2 separate regions of the Bicyclus anynana genome follow, and region 1 is linked to region 2. A link is a contact called in public Hi-C data. All regions are on one chromosome and are shown on one strand. The core of a region is the stretch at or near the end of the contact, and the rest is flanking DNA. Distances in the headings are between cores, read along the strand shown. Region 1 overlaps LOC112052505 (arfGAP with SH3 domain, ANK repeat and PH domain-containing protein). Region 2 holds the start of LOC112052505 (arfGAP with SH3 domain, ANK repeat and PH domain-containing protein).

What was found. A called contact is a pair of places that touch in the nucleus more often than the background predicts.
Region 1: a contact with region 2 is called in a Hi-C map of whole larva, with 5 times the contacts expected there. The contact joins the enhancer-like site here to the promoter of LOC112052505 in region 2. A contact is called at or near these places in 2 of 2 Hi-C or Micro-C datasets (whole body and whole larva).

Annotation. Positions count from the first base shown.
Region 1 is chr1:6,583,654-6,587,209 of ilBicAnyn1.1, reverse strand. The region is part of intron 4 of LOC112052505 (arfGAP with SH3 domain, ANK repeat and PH domain-containing protein); the gene reads right to left. Among protein-coding and RNA genes, the nearest start is that of LOC112052505, 47 kb to the right of the region's middle. Within about 2 kb of position 1,734, at least 8 of the 8 cell types and tissues checked have open chromatin away from gene starts, as enhancers often do.
Region 2 is chr1:6,536,779-6,540,285 of ilBicAnyn1.1, reverse strand. LOC112052505 (arfGAP with SH3 domain, ANK repeat and PH domain-containing protein) reads right to left here and starts at 1,479. Exons shown (of 17, transcript XM_052884275.1): 1 at 1,140-1,479. The coding sequence starts at 1,265. LOC112052510 (biogenesis of lysosome-related organelles complex 1 subunit 5) reads left to right here and starts at 2,941. Exons shown (of 4, transcript XM_024091621.2): 1 at 2,941-3,001; 2 at 3,153-3,235; 3 at 3,409-3,507. The coding sequence starts at 2,983.

The DNA.
Region 1 (3,556 bases), core at 485-2,984, 47 kb before region 2:
AAGGAAATAATCGCTATTACTTTCTGATGATTACTAAAAGCCGAAGTAATAATGTCAGTAGTGTTTTTCTCGGCACTGAAAGCGAAAAAAGTACATAAATAACCAATTATTCTTCCTATCATCTAATCAGTCCCTATGACGCTTTAGTAACTGCATACTTAACTTTTGGCAAACCGGAATCCTACTACCAATGACGTGCACTTCACAGATGCAAAAAAGGTCTGCCTACCCCAAGGACATAATACAGGAATACAAACGTTGGACCAAATACGTACTTAGTCGGAAAAGGAATTTTCCAATTTTTACTTATAATGCATACCTTACACACGCCACTGCCTATGACTATTACGAACGTGTTTAGCAGACTGGGAGACGCCACATGGTGCGTGGGATTCCCTAAACGCATCCGGAGTCCCAAGTTAACAAGGCGTCAGTATTACCGGCAGATCGCTCTGTAGAAATACAAATTGCTCGCCCTTCCGCGAGTTAAAATTGTATTCGATGACGCACGAGTACGCGCATCGTGCCATAGTGGAACCAGATTTATATTTCATAGTTGTGCAATAATATACACGACCTTGTGCACTCGTCTTGGCGTCTCGCCGGCTGTTCACACTATGTTTATATGTAGTTATCGCATGGCCATATGATTGGGGAATTTATTTGATTTTTTTCCTACAACTTTATCCTTAAATACCATTAACTTATCTATAACATTGCACAGTTGCACACTTGTTGATCGAACATCGAACATTTAAATAAAATTGAAGTGTCTATCTGTGATTACAAAATAACCAAGTTTTATCAAGTGATTATGACACCAATGCACAATCAAACTTTTTTTAAAAATTTCGTCTGTTTGTCCGGGCTAATCATTGGAACGGTTGGAACGATTTTAATGCGACACTGGGAAACAGAGGAGTTTATTCCTGTGTGATCTGTCTTTATCCCGAAAAAATCCCGCGGGATTTGTGAATAACTGAATTTTAGGCATACGAAGCACCGGGCGTCTGCTAGTTGATAATCCTACTAATATTATAAACGAGAAAGTTTGTTTGCACGTTTGTTACTCTTTAACGTCGCAACTACTGAACTGATTTGGCTGAAATTTAAGACGAAGGTAGACAATACCCTGGATATAATTTTAGCGAAACTGGCGAAAAACTAAATTCCACGGACGTAGTCGCGGGCGTCCGTTAGTATATAGTTTGCAAATGGATAACGTTAATAGAATTTGTCTATAGCGGTATCACATCCGAAGTTTCTGTTACTTACAAAACAGTCAGCCAATAGCTTATGCGCAAACAGGCACAGGCTGCGAGCGCGTGGGTGGGTTTATACCTCAGACCAATTATAGGAGGACCTGTATCGCATTCACAGTCACGAACAAAATTGTCTGTCATTTTCTGAGGAAAACGAGCTAAGATTTGGTATATATTTTATACTAAACTAGAAGTTTTTGCCCGTTTTTTACACAATTCAATTACACAAAAGGTATTTTTACGGAGCTCTTTAACCGACGAACACGATTACAACTACTTAACATCGATTCTATAGAAACAGTTTTTATAATCGCATTAGATCGTTGACCATATACTTTGACAGAAAAGTAACGTCTAGCGAGGCAGGTTATACAATAATTGGTCTGAGGTTTACACCGAAGCCAGGACTGTTCTCGGCGGAACAGTCACAGAACAAAGCGAGGGTCAAGACGGCACGGCAGCGGCCCTGCGCGGCGCAAGGCCGGTCGATGACCTGACGCTACTGTATCGCATCGGCTTAACTAAACACCAACCACTTTTCCATCATTAATAACACTAGCTCTCGTACGTACTCCTGGCTATCCTTTATATAGTATATCGTCGCCGTCGGTCTAGATGTGATAGCTCGTATGTGCAAACTGAAGAACTTTACAGGAGAGACAAGAAACATCATTTAGGTATCACTAAAAGTCGTTTTATGCGACCAAAAACTTTTTTAATGTACGTACTACAAGATATTTACGGGCTACCACCGGAAAAGCTGATTGAAGCTTTCTGCATAAAAATCAATTTTTACCAAAAATTGTTAGTTACGAGGTATCACATCTAGACCGACGATATTGATTTATAAATTGTTATTAAGTTGTATCTATAGACAACAACGATTGATTGTAAACCTGTTAATAAATGCATAACTTGATTATTGTTGCAAATTATTTATATTTACAACCCTTCGTCTTCAGTTTATTTCCTGTTAACCGCATAGAATAACGTTCGTTCTAATAATAAAAGCCAAAAGTAAGGTTTGTTAAAAATGATTCACTTTATTCATTTATCATTTAGCAATCTATAGAGACAATTTATCAACAGCAAACTTTTCTCACGGAATTTTCTAGACGAAATAGTTTATTGATTTATATTTTGTTCCGAACTTTCCTTTGACAAGACTTTATAACCAACTTTTTCCATTCAAACTTCGCACAAAGAAAGGAAACGACAATGGCAGACTTAAACCAGATTCATCTTGTCGTCGGACCTTCCCCCTTCTTGAACTTTTTAGTATATTTATAATAGAAGTTATCTTCCACTATCATAGTTTGTAAGTAAGTCTATATATTTGTCTGTCTTTTACCTTTTCACGGCTCAACCACTGGACCGATTTGTATGGTTATAGGGATAAATTGGACCCTGGAGCAGAATTTAGGCTACTTTTTATCTTAGAAAAGTTAATTGTTCCCGCGTAAAAAAATAGAAACTCACCCGGAATCCCGCGCGTCCGCTAGTTTTTTTTTAATAGTTTATTTGCCATATCTTTTAAACATGACCAATATTCCTATTTCACCCCAACTAGTCGGGAAAGACTGTACTAAGAGTGGGTACGACAATGACATGATAACATTTAGAAACTAGAACGGGTAGAAACTTACATGCAGGATCAAATCTGAGACAAGTCTTATGGTATTAGGATAACATGAATATACGAGATATGATAACATTTAGAAACTAGAACGGATAGAACCGTACACTCATAGGTTCAAATCTGAGACAAGTCTTAAGAATAGGTACTAGGATATCATGAATATACGAGATATGATAACATTTAGAAACTAGAACGGATAGAAACGTACACGCATAGGTTTCAAATCTGAGACAAGTCTTAAGAATAGGTACTAGGATAACATGAATATATGAGATATAATAACATTTAGAAACTAGAACGGATAGAAACGTACACGCATAGGATCAAATCTCATCAGGAAATGGAGTCAGCAGAGCGGTTCGGCGTCACACCAGGTACACTCGAAAGGTAACCGTAAACTGCTTCTAATGAATAAAACCCGCTCAGTCATAATGCTGGACAACTATGCCATCATTTTAATATGACGCATAATGATACAAAGATTGTTGTTATTTATTATACATTCGCTCCTTTACAATATTGAATTCAACCATTACACTATCGTATTTGAATTATTTATGTGCGTAATTACATTTATACTGTGTATGTAAGTGTTTATATCTAAAGTAGCCGACACCCGGCATTTTCACTTGCGTAGTTCCCGTTCCCGTGCGAA
Region 2 (3,507 bases), core at 230-2,729:
TGATTTCTAATGCAAGTGTGCACATCATTCCATTTTTGTTTGGCTAATCGTCTACTAGCTATGTACAGACTACTGTAGGCAACTATGGAGTTAAGACTTTGGTGGCCTGTGATTTTAGGACATAATGGGTTTTAAAGGTCTAGAACCTCAATTTTTCAGTAATAATAACATGATTTTTTACATTTTCTATGGGGTATCATGAGATATCATTTATCTTAATCATATCATCAAAAACTTAGCATCTGTTACTGTTGAGTCTTACAAAACCTTTTGAATGGTAGAAAAACCAAGATAACATAGGTACCTCTTAATCTTCGTGAAAAGCTAAACATTCCCAGGATTTTAGACATGATAGCCCAGTTGATATGAAATATGGTAAAGTAAAACATTGTGAGGAAATCTGCATACCTGAGAATTTTTTTAATTCTCTGTGTGCATTGTCTGCCAATCCTCACTGGGCCAGCGTGGTGGACTAAGGCCTAACCCCTCTCATTCTGAGAGGATACTCATGCTCAACAGTTAGCTGAATATGGGTTGTTAATTAAACAGAAGAGATCTAATAATAAAGACATTAGACATGAGCTAGGTTAAAAGTGGATCTTATAAGGAAGTGATTTTCGTTGGAATTTAAATTCATTGAAATATATTTCAGTTACTTCTGGATGCAACTACTCTTAATGGCAAGTGGCGATACCCTCATATCAAATATCAGCGTGGCAGTTTTAGACAGTTCTCATAATATTGGTATTTGCACCACATCGTACCAGAACGCTATATCGCTTGGCGGTTATATTTGTTAGTCATCACTGGAACGTTAGTCTAGTCTATAAAATATCAATTTACACAATCGATGTTTACACAAATTTTTTGGCTGATAAAGCTGTTATTTGGTTATAATATAATATTATCACGTTTCCTATTACGTATATACTAATAAAATTGTACTTATTACCCACAATGGAATATTGTGGTTGAATAATATGGTTATTTTACCACAACGGAAATATATTAAATAAAAAAGCTTTTCAAAACAAGGTCTCGTCAGGAAATACGTGACGTTTTCAATTATTTATCGTAAACGATTCGATTTCAATTTGTAAATGTGAAAATATCGTAATAGTGATTAGCATAGTATTCACCTCTTCCAAAGCGTTGATAGTTTGCCGGCATTGTGGCATACGCGAAACAAACGTAGAGGTGGTTGGCGAACTGTAATCCTCTCGAGTTTCGTCAATAAATTCACCGATACCAATAAGACCCGGCATTATAACACAATATTTTATTTGCACTAAAACGAATTCTCGATAATCATTCAATTAAAACCAAACACATTACAAAAAACATTTTTCTAAATACTCAATTTAAAGGGAACACATTTTGTTAACCACAAATCACTGCGCAAAATAAAAACAATTTCGCATCAAGTTAGCAAACAAACACATCCATCTCTGTAATCATGAATGAACAAACTAAAACTAATTGAATTGAATGAAGTGATGTTGTAAGAAATAGAATGGCGAACGATTGTGAATGAAATGACTGGATATTGACTATAGACAACTGTCAAAGTAAATAGGGTCAATGACAGAGCTCAGACGTGGGCTGTAAATGGACCTGCTCTACCTCGCTAGAGGTTGCCCCTCTGTCAAAGTAAAAGATCAACGATCTAACGCGTTAATAAAACTGTTTATAAAGAATCGATGTCTTATTGTTGTAATCGTTTTTTCGTTTAAAGAACTCCTTAAAAATTATGGTTTGTGTACTTAAACGGCATAAAAAATGGCCAACAACTTCTAGTTGACTAAAAGATGAAGTTACGTTTCATCATTCTAATAATTATATATTGACATTTAAGTAAAGGTTGTATTTTATATAATGGAAATGTAACTTACATAAATTACTTAATCACGTCAAATTTTTAATTAATGTCTAAACGTTATGTCTGTTGATAAGTGTAGAAATTACACGAAGTGTTTTGCGAATCAAATTTATAGTTGTGTGAAAGGACACAAAATATATTTGTTGGTGTTTAATAATTTTCGATGTGTGGGTTTATCTAGTCCTCCTTTAAAAAAAGGACATAATTTTATTAGTAAATTTGAGTAAACCCATTAATTGATTATGAAACACGGCTAAAACTCACGTGATATTAGGTCGGAGTATGCCCGACTAGTTTCGAACCCATACGGGGCCCTTAGTCATGAGCTGGTTCTTGCATCGCGGCACGATCCAAACTGTAAACCCATATGTTGTATCTGGTCTGATCGTGCGATGCATCTCCTTATTTGATTACTCTATCTGTCATAGAGTAATCAACATTGATCAAAAAATCGTAGAAGGAGATTAAATAAATATAATCTGTCTACGTTGTGTCATAGACTATAGAAATGTATATCAAGTCAGCATTGCCAACTTGTAAGGAGTTCCTGAACTTGCGGGGAATTGCATCTAATGTTAGAACCATTTTTTTTCAAGTAATCAGTAAAACAAAATACATAGATCGTAACAGTACTTTTGTTATTTTGATCTATATCTTTAGAAGGATCGTTGTGTGCCATGTGTTGTTTTCGCATTGGTTGGCATGTGGAATAGCTCTAGGTATGTGAGAGTGTTTTGGTCATTCCTGAAATCTTGATCGCTAAGTGAAACGTTTTTGATATATTCAACTATACTATATATCCTAACGACTACTATAAACTCGATAAAAATATACTCAGTAATACCCAGGGTGATTGTCAAAAAATGGTAAATTATCCTATTAATATTATATAAGTAATAAAATTAAAAAATGGAATTTTAAAATGGCAAAAGCCCCAATGAATAATATGAATAAAAACTAAATTAATTTTACTTTATCCTTTATTTCTGCTGGCAGGGAATGAAATATTTTATAATAAATATTTTTTTTGCCATATTTGGGGAAGTTCACTTATTTTATGGGGAATTAGAAAAATAGATATTGGCAACGCAGTTCAAAAAATAATGACGGAGCTGTCACGGGGTTTGTTCATAATATTTTAAACATTTAATTTTCCTTAGAATTCCTAAATACTACTCTATTTGAAAAAAGTATACTTACATAATAAGATTTCATAGGTAATAACGATTGTAAAATGTTTGGAAAGTATAAATACTTTTAATTTTCTTTACAGAAATTAGTGAAGTCTGGTCAAGATTATTTGACCATCGCCCTTTCCTCAATGGTGAAATTAAGTTTATGTTAAAAGAATTTGAGGTAATTGAACTATTATTGTATATAATTATTATCTAATATTATTATTTTTTAAATTCATAAAAAAAAACTATCAGTTTCCTCGCTTTAAGATTAAGGTAGGGGAGACCCCCCTACCCCTCCCCCTATTAGGGTAAGTCTCTCTAATGTTTAATCAATTTTTTTTTTATTTATAGGAAAAGAGAGGTGACAGAGAAGTGGAAAACTTGTTTGCAATTCTCGAAAACTTAACAGACATCAAAGACACACAAGTTGAAAAAATCACAAAAAGTTCA